Regions from separate parts of the Gossypium raimondii genome. Here region 1 is linked to region 2. A link is a contact called in public Hi-C data. All regions are on one chromosome and are shown on one strand. Each heading gives the region's core, a stretch centred on a gene start, on an enhancer-like site or on the middle of the called end of the contact. The rest is flanking DNA. Distances are from core to core; before and after follow the strand shown.

Region 1 (3,823 bases), core at 687-3,186, 150 kb after region 2:
CAATTCACAAAATTCTGGGTATAATTTGTAAAATAGAGGTCACACTAAGGCCTAATCAGTTAGTCTATGTCTTATTTGTTGGTTATTTTAGACACTTAATCGAATGTATTTTGAGGCATATTGTTCGAAGTCACAAAATTAAAAAGGGAAAAAGTGGCTCGAACCTAAGATCACAAAGGAAGGGCGCTAACTCTTAACCATTGAGCCTCAAGCTCATTTCTTGCTTAATCTTATTTCTTAACCATATATATTTATTCCGGGGTGTGACTTTACCCTAGTTTGCCAAAAATAATAAAATAGGAGGAAGGGAGCTTAACACTTAACCATTAGGCCTGAAGCCTATTTATTATTTAACAAACACATAATGATAATTTTATACATTGGGACGTGACCCGTTTTGGTTTCACAAACTTGACAAAATGTGGCACACCAAACCCGACCGGGACGGACCGACCCAAATCTAGAACGTTACATTAGTCACTTACGTGACCTCTGTACAACCACCAATCACACCACATAAATTTATGTACATGCATATTCATCAATCATATAGTTCAAGGTAAATATGACTCTAAAAAAAAAACTTTTGCAGCATTACTCTTGATCAGACCAACATCAGGGGTGAAATCATGATTTAACATTCAACATAAGTAACATTCATAATTCAACAATTAATTCATATGTACAGTATAAAAATTTAATAAGGACAATAATTGAAAGGAAATACTAGAATTGATAAGTAAAGCTCATTTTTTAAAAGCAAAGTTTAAGGACTAAATCATAAATTTAGTAAAATATTTAGTAAAACCTTTTTATAAAATCAAGAGTAAAATTATGGAGTTATCCATATAAGACTTAATCATGCAAATTTTCAAGTCATTTCATAGCATTTAAGGACTCCAATTGTATAACATAAAGATCAGGACTCAATTGCAATGATAACAAACATGCTCAAAACCTACATATGACACATTGACACCAATCCACACATACTATTTTGTGTTTTCATGCCAAATTTCCTATTCTAACATATCGTATATCATACATAGATCGTACAGATCATGCTCAATTACACTAAAACATATAGTAACATACTTTAACATTCGAACCAATTAGCTATACTAGCATGTTAACCTAAAGTCACAATCTATATTACTCAACATGTCTAATTTGCATCTTATACATTTCTAAGTGCATTATAGGTTCATACCTTACCATTTGGTCATTTTAAGCTTGTCTCAATGTTTAGCAAGTCATTCAAGCACCTATAACAATAATTCACTAAGCAAATGCATATCATCCATCATGCAATCAAAGCCTAACAATCATGCGTATTCAAGCTTAAATCCAATTAATCAATCAACAACAAACTCTTTTCTTCTAACCCCATTTTTAGGATGTGACACATAAATAGGAAGATAATGTGTCTTTCTACATTGAAAACAATGTCTATACCAGTCGAGTTATGTTTCAATCTGCACAATTTAGATATTTAAGTATAAAAATGTTTAGGAAGCAATATTCATGGTAAAAAAACAAAACAAATGTATGGGAAGCAATATTCACGTGGAGGTAAACAAAACATGTGTATGGGAAGCAATACGTGGGGGTCATTAATGTTCACCAAGTAGTTGGACTAATTTATTTACACTTCATTCATGCATTAATTTATAGTTATTCCTCTTGATTTTTGCCTTACGAAAGGGAGAATTTATTGAAAAGTACATTATTAAATGTTAAAGGGGTTAAAAGTATAGTTTTATTATTGTATTATTTTAAAATTGTTAAAAAGATTAAATTCAAATTTTATTATTTTGAGGGATAAATAATAATTTCAGAAATTTTAAAAGTATTAAAATTAAATTTATCATTTTGGGTGATCCCCTTGCCTATATATTCGCTCCATTTCACCCATCACTATCACTCTTCACTTTCAACCGTTGTTTCAATTATTGGGTACAAGATTAACGTTCGATTTTGTGCAAAAGAAAAGAAAAATGGGGTGGCGGCTGCCGTTTAATGGGCATAAGGAGGTGGGTTTGAAGAGAGGGCCGTGGACGGCTGAGGAAGACCAAATACTAATGGCTTACATTCAACAGCATGGCCATGGTAACTGGCGTGCCTTGCCTGAGAAAGCTGGTGATTGTTTAATTATATTATTATTTTCCCACTCTTTAATCTTTATATATTTATATATGTTGTTTGGTTGTAGCTAAGGAAATGGATTGAAAAGATTTATATGGATTTTGTGTATATATAGGACTTAAACGATGTGGAAAGAGCTGTCGATTGAGGTGGATTAATTACCTAAGGCCTGATATCAAAAGAGGAAAGTTTAGCTTACAAGAAGAACACACCATTATTCAACTCCATGCCCTTCTTGGAAACAGGTAAAGTATATTTTGTTATTAATGTTGCGATTGAGCCAAATCATGATTGATCATCTTCATGTATTTATTTAGGTGGTCAGCAATGGCAGCTCACTTGCCAAAAAGAACAGACAATGAGATCAAGAACTATTGGAATACACATCTCAAGAAAAGGCTGATAAAGCTTGGCGTTGATCCCATGACTCACAAGCCTCGTACAGATGCCTCAAGCTTCCCATCTGGTTCAAACTTAACCCACATGGCTCAGTGGGAAAGTGCTCGGCTGGAGGCTGAAGCTAGGTTGGTCCGTGACTCCAAACAGGTCATCCCAAACCCCATCCACCCAAAGAACCACCTTACCCTCAATCATATTCAGCTCAGGCCCAGGTGCCTTGACGTACTCAAAGCATGGCAAGGCGTAGTTGCAGGCATGTTTGCCTTCCCCACCCAAGACCTTGGCTCCCCAACTTCAACGCTTAGGTTCCCTGCCATTGGACTGAATGCCACTAGCTACACAGATGGTGAAATGGGGTTTGATGATAGTTTGAAATGCATTGAAAACTCGAACCAAATGAAAGAAATTGAGGAAACAATAACGGATGGCTGCATTGATGAATGGTTTGAGGACTCATTTAGGGTAGGAAATTATGAAAATGTACCCATGGCTGTCGGCAGTAGTAATTGCTGCGACAGTGTATTCGATTTGGTGAATTCTTCACCATATGGCTTGTCTATGTTATATGATCATAATGTCATGAAATGAAGTTCAACTTTAATGCAAGTTAAGAAAACATTATTAAAAAGAAAAGTTTAATTATGTGCTACCAGTCCCTTTACTCTTCACACATTGAAATTTAGTCTCTATTTTCAGTTTCATGATTTAGCCCCTCAACTTTTTTTTATTTAATATTTGAAGTCCAATTGATGAAACCATGAAAACAATTCCGTTAAATTGTGTACTGTTGTCCAAATCTACAAAATAAAATCCTACTAAAAAATATAAATTTAATAGATAGCAGTGAGTATGATTTTATCCATAGATACTGGTAATAACTTTATTTCTTAAATAAAAACAAGTAAAGTAAATATGATTGGGGTTTCCTAGAGAATCAAAAACTAAAATTAAATTTAAAACTTAGCAAAGAAACCAATAATTAAAATTGAAAGAAAATTCAATGAGATAAAGCTTTATCTAAAGGTAAATCTCCATTTGATTTACAAGTTTAATGATTGATTCAAAACAATTTTCAATGTTCTTTAATAAATTAGTTATAGTTACCAATGTAGTGCATAACAACCAATCTCCCATTACCTTGTTGTCTGTCAATAACCAAGAAGTAGCTCATTCAAATTATTTCTCTTATCAATAAACAACCCTATAACTTAGTGTTTAAGATTTAACTTATATATAGTATTAATAACAAAGAGCCCTAATTCTTACCAATAAATGCACA
Region 2 (3,645 bases), core at 532-3,031:
AGATCACGAACAACCTTCCCAATGTTCCTCACCAACTTACTGTTCTCTGAAAACTTGTCTTGGGAATAGCACTCATCAATATCCATTTCACCAGTTCTATACTTGTTCTTTTCATCCAAATCCATCTCATCTCTATCTCGATGCTCATTTTCCTCATTTAATTCTCCATCCATTATGGTACTTAACTCCTCAAGCCTTCCCTTAAAATAAAAGTGAAGCACCTCTAACAACATCAATGAAATTATCAGCTAATAATCAAATAATAAAACCCCAGTTATGCACAACGAAAGAACTGACCTTTTTTTCAATAAAAAGCTAGTAATTTCATACCGGGAAAATGTCGAGGTAGGTTGGCCATAAGTATGGAGGAAACAATTAATTGATACTTTGAGAAAAGATAGACTTTTCCCACATCAAAGTCGGGCTTTCCATCAGTCAAATTATCCATATAGGACTGTAGTGCATGAACTAACATTAACAAGCATTTCTCTTGATTTTCTTTTTCTAAACAAATCTCCTCCAAAGCATTACAAAGCACTCTTTGAATCTCATCCTCATCAATCTTCTCTAAATCTTCTTCAATTTTGCTATAATCCTCAAAATAGCGCCAAAATCTCGACGCCCCATTTTTCTCAAAGGCTTCCTATAATTTAGAAAAAAAAATGAAATCAAGAAAATTTAATTTCGAAAGAGACTGCAATGGCTTAACCGATTATTACCTCTAGTAATCTAAGGAAGTAGTCCCGAGAGAGAATATGGAGGCCGTGTTTGCAGAGAGTGTGAACATGAGAAACGAAGTCATGTTCGAGGGAGAGATCGCCGGAGCTTTTGAGGAGAGAATTAGCGGCGGTGCAGAAACCGTCGTAGCTTTGGAGGATTTCTTGGACGGAGTCGTTGTCGAGACTGGTCAAAATCCCTAGATTGCACACTGGAGAAGAAGTTAATGACTCCATTGACAAGAAAATAACACAAATCCTCTCCTTGCTTTGAAAAACCCTAACTTAGGTCTCACTACTTCAGCTTAGAATTGAACTGTGGAATTTTTTAGTTCCATTTTTTCGATTTCTTCTTTACCGCCACTGCCATGAATCGCTTTTGCTCAATTTCCACCTAAACGACGCATGACATGTGTCGTTTCACTTATTTCAAAAGCCATTTTTTGGTCTATTTTAAATTTTAGTCCCTCTATGACGTTATTTTTTTTCTAACAACTTTCTTATAGTCAACTTGTGAAAGCGGAACATGGTTAGTACCTGGATTCCTAAAATTTTTGAAATTTTTAATTATTCCCTCATGATTTTTAGAAATTTTCATTAGACCTCTTAAAGTTTTAAAATTTTAGATTAGGCCTCTTTAAAAATTTTAGAACTTCTATTAAGCCCTCAAATTTTTAAATTTTAATTAGATTTTTCAAAAATTTAAAAATTCTAATTAAGCCTTTAATTTGTTAAAATTTTAATTAAAACCTAAATTTTTTTGAAAATTAATTTAAATTCTCTCAAAACTTAATGGTAAAATCTGTCACTGTTCAAATAACATTCAATTTTGGGGCATTTTTTCAGCGGCAATAATTAATTTAGACATACTAAAAGATTATAGAAGTAGACGTGAGATTAGGTCAACTTAAAATTAAGGATGAAATCTAAATTTTATTATGATAAGAGGGACTAAAACCAGAATAACATTTTTCAACTTATTTATTTCAAAGCTAGCTTAGGGTGAGTTTGGATGGGCGATGCGTTTACTTGCGGTTAGTGTAAAAACAGCTGCAACGGGGAGATTAGATATTGTAACTGAGACAAAAAGTAAGCTAAAAGCACCACACTGTACCCTATCGCTCATTCAAACCCACCATTAGCTTAGTTGTCTCTCAAAGTCTCAAAGATCAAATGAAGGCAAATGTCCATGGACATAAAGAAACCAGAACCCGAACCGGAATTAAGATCTTGTTGACGTCACTATCGGCTATGGTGGCGGAAACTTCCACCTTTCCCATAGACTTAACCAAGACAAGGCTCCAGCTTCACGGCGAGTCTCAACCTCTCTCCTCCTCCACGCGCCGTCCCACCAATTCGTTCCGTGTCGCCGCCGGTATCGTCCGTGACCAAGGCGTTTCAGGGCTGTATAAAGGTCTCTCCCCGGCTATTAGTAGGCATCTGTTCTACACTCCCATTCGGATCGTCGGTTACGAGAATTTAAGGAATTTGGTGAGCGCCGATGGCTCTCTTTCTCTGTCTTCTAAAGCGCTTGTAGGTGGCATTTCCGGCGCTATTGCTCAGGTTTGCCTTCAAATACTGAATCAAAATCATGGAGATTAATTTGCTTTCTTGAAATTGCCAAAAAAATGAATTGGGATTATTACTTTTTCTTAAATACGTAAAAGGTTCCAGTAGCTCTGTTATGCTGAAATTTTAGATTTAATCCCACTACTTATAATAAATCGATGACATGAAAATTTTTTCTGATATTTGATCTCACCGTTATGGTGACTTAAAAATTCAGTCCATTATATTCAACCAGTAAAAAAATTATATTTCAGCCTAATGTTTTAGGTTGCTTTTTGAGAACAATTTATTTCATAGCAATTAACAGTGTTAGCCATCCAGCTATTGCTTATGCACTTACATTTTTGACAAGATTGATTATTATAAGTATTGATTTGGAATGTAATAGTATTAGTAGTACAGTTTGTGGCAAGTCCAGCTGATCTTGTTAAGGTGAGGATGCAAGCGGATGGCCGTTTGATAAACAAGGGTCTTCAACCACGATACAAAGGACTCTTTGATGCTTTTAACAAAATTGTAGCCATGGAAGGTCTTGGAGGTCTTTGGAAAGGGGTTTTGCCAAATGTTCAGAGGGCGTTCTTAGTGAACATGGGTGAACTAGCCTGTTATGATCATGCAAAACGTTTTGTTATAAATAATCAGATATCTGATGATAACATCTATGCACACACATTGGCATCGATCATGTCAGGTCTCTCTGCTACAATGCTGAGTTGTCCGGCTGATGTTGTGAAGACAAGAATGATGAATCAAGCGGCTAGTAAGGAAGGGAATGTTATGTACAAGAGCTCATATGATTGTTTGGTGAAGACGGTGAAAATCGAAGGTTTAACAGCATTGTGGAAAGGTTTCTTTCCTACATGGGCAAGGCTTGGTCCTTGGCAATTCTTTTTCTGGGTATCTTACGAGAAGTTCCGACAAATTTCGGGGCTTTCTTCCTTCTGACTAATGGACCTGATCAGGCTTCAGATGCCAACATACTTACGGGATAGTTTCAGATGTTATTACCGGTTTCTTGTTCCAAGGGGCAATAACTTGAATACCAGCATTGGGCAGAAGATGTTCTGCTTTGATGGTCTGCTTCCTATGTAGTGTTTTTTTATGGCATTTTTCCCATATAAGGTTAACCTTGTTGTGATTTGCAGTCCCTTGGCGGTAAATGCGAGATCGGTTGTGCTTCTTGTGCATGTTGTGGCCTGTTCAAGTTTGTAAGTACGGTATGTAGGACGAATAAAAAATGGTATTTTCGATGAATTGATTCAAAACTTTACATGAAACTATAAGATCATATAAGAAAAAAACTAATTTTACATCTGTATAAGCTAATCAATCCTCTTAAGTATAATGTTTATGCTGAGAA

What was found. Hi-C and Micro-C count contacts between places; a contact is called where the count stands out from the background.
Region 1: a contact with region 2 is called in a Hi-C map of leaf, with 3 times the contacts expected there. The contact joins the promoter of LOC105781809 here to the promoter of LOC105783848 in region 2. A contact is called at or near these places in 2 of 2 Hi-C or Micro-C datasets (both in leaf).

Annotation. Positions count from the first base shown.
Region 1 is chr13:13,525,070-13,528,892 of ASM2569854v1, forward strand. It overlaps LOC105781809 (transcription factor MYB106), which reads left to right and starts at 1,937. Exons shown (of 3, transcript XM_012606333.2): 1 at 1,937-2,139; 2 at 2,261-2,390; 3 at 2,463-3,183. The coding sequence starts at 1,998. The coding sequence ends at 3,132. It overlaps LOC105784511 (a long non-coding RNA gene), which reads right to left. Exons shown (of 4, transcript XR_001130551.2): 4 at 3,804-3,823.
Region 2 is chr13:13,378,828-13,382,472 of ASM2569854v1, forward strand. It overlaps LOC105783848 (mitochondrial uncoupling protein 3), which reads left to right and starts at 1,782. Exons shown (of 2, transcript XM_012609528.2): 1 at 1,782-2,279; 2 at 2,688-3,600. The coding sequence starts at 1,890. The coding sequence ends at 3,230. LOC105783419 (anaphase-promoting complex subunit 2) reads right to left here and starts at 1,086. Exons shown (of 16, transcript XM_052626665.1): 1 at 720-1,086; 2 at 331-643; 3 at 1-223. The coding sequence starts at 953.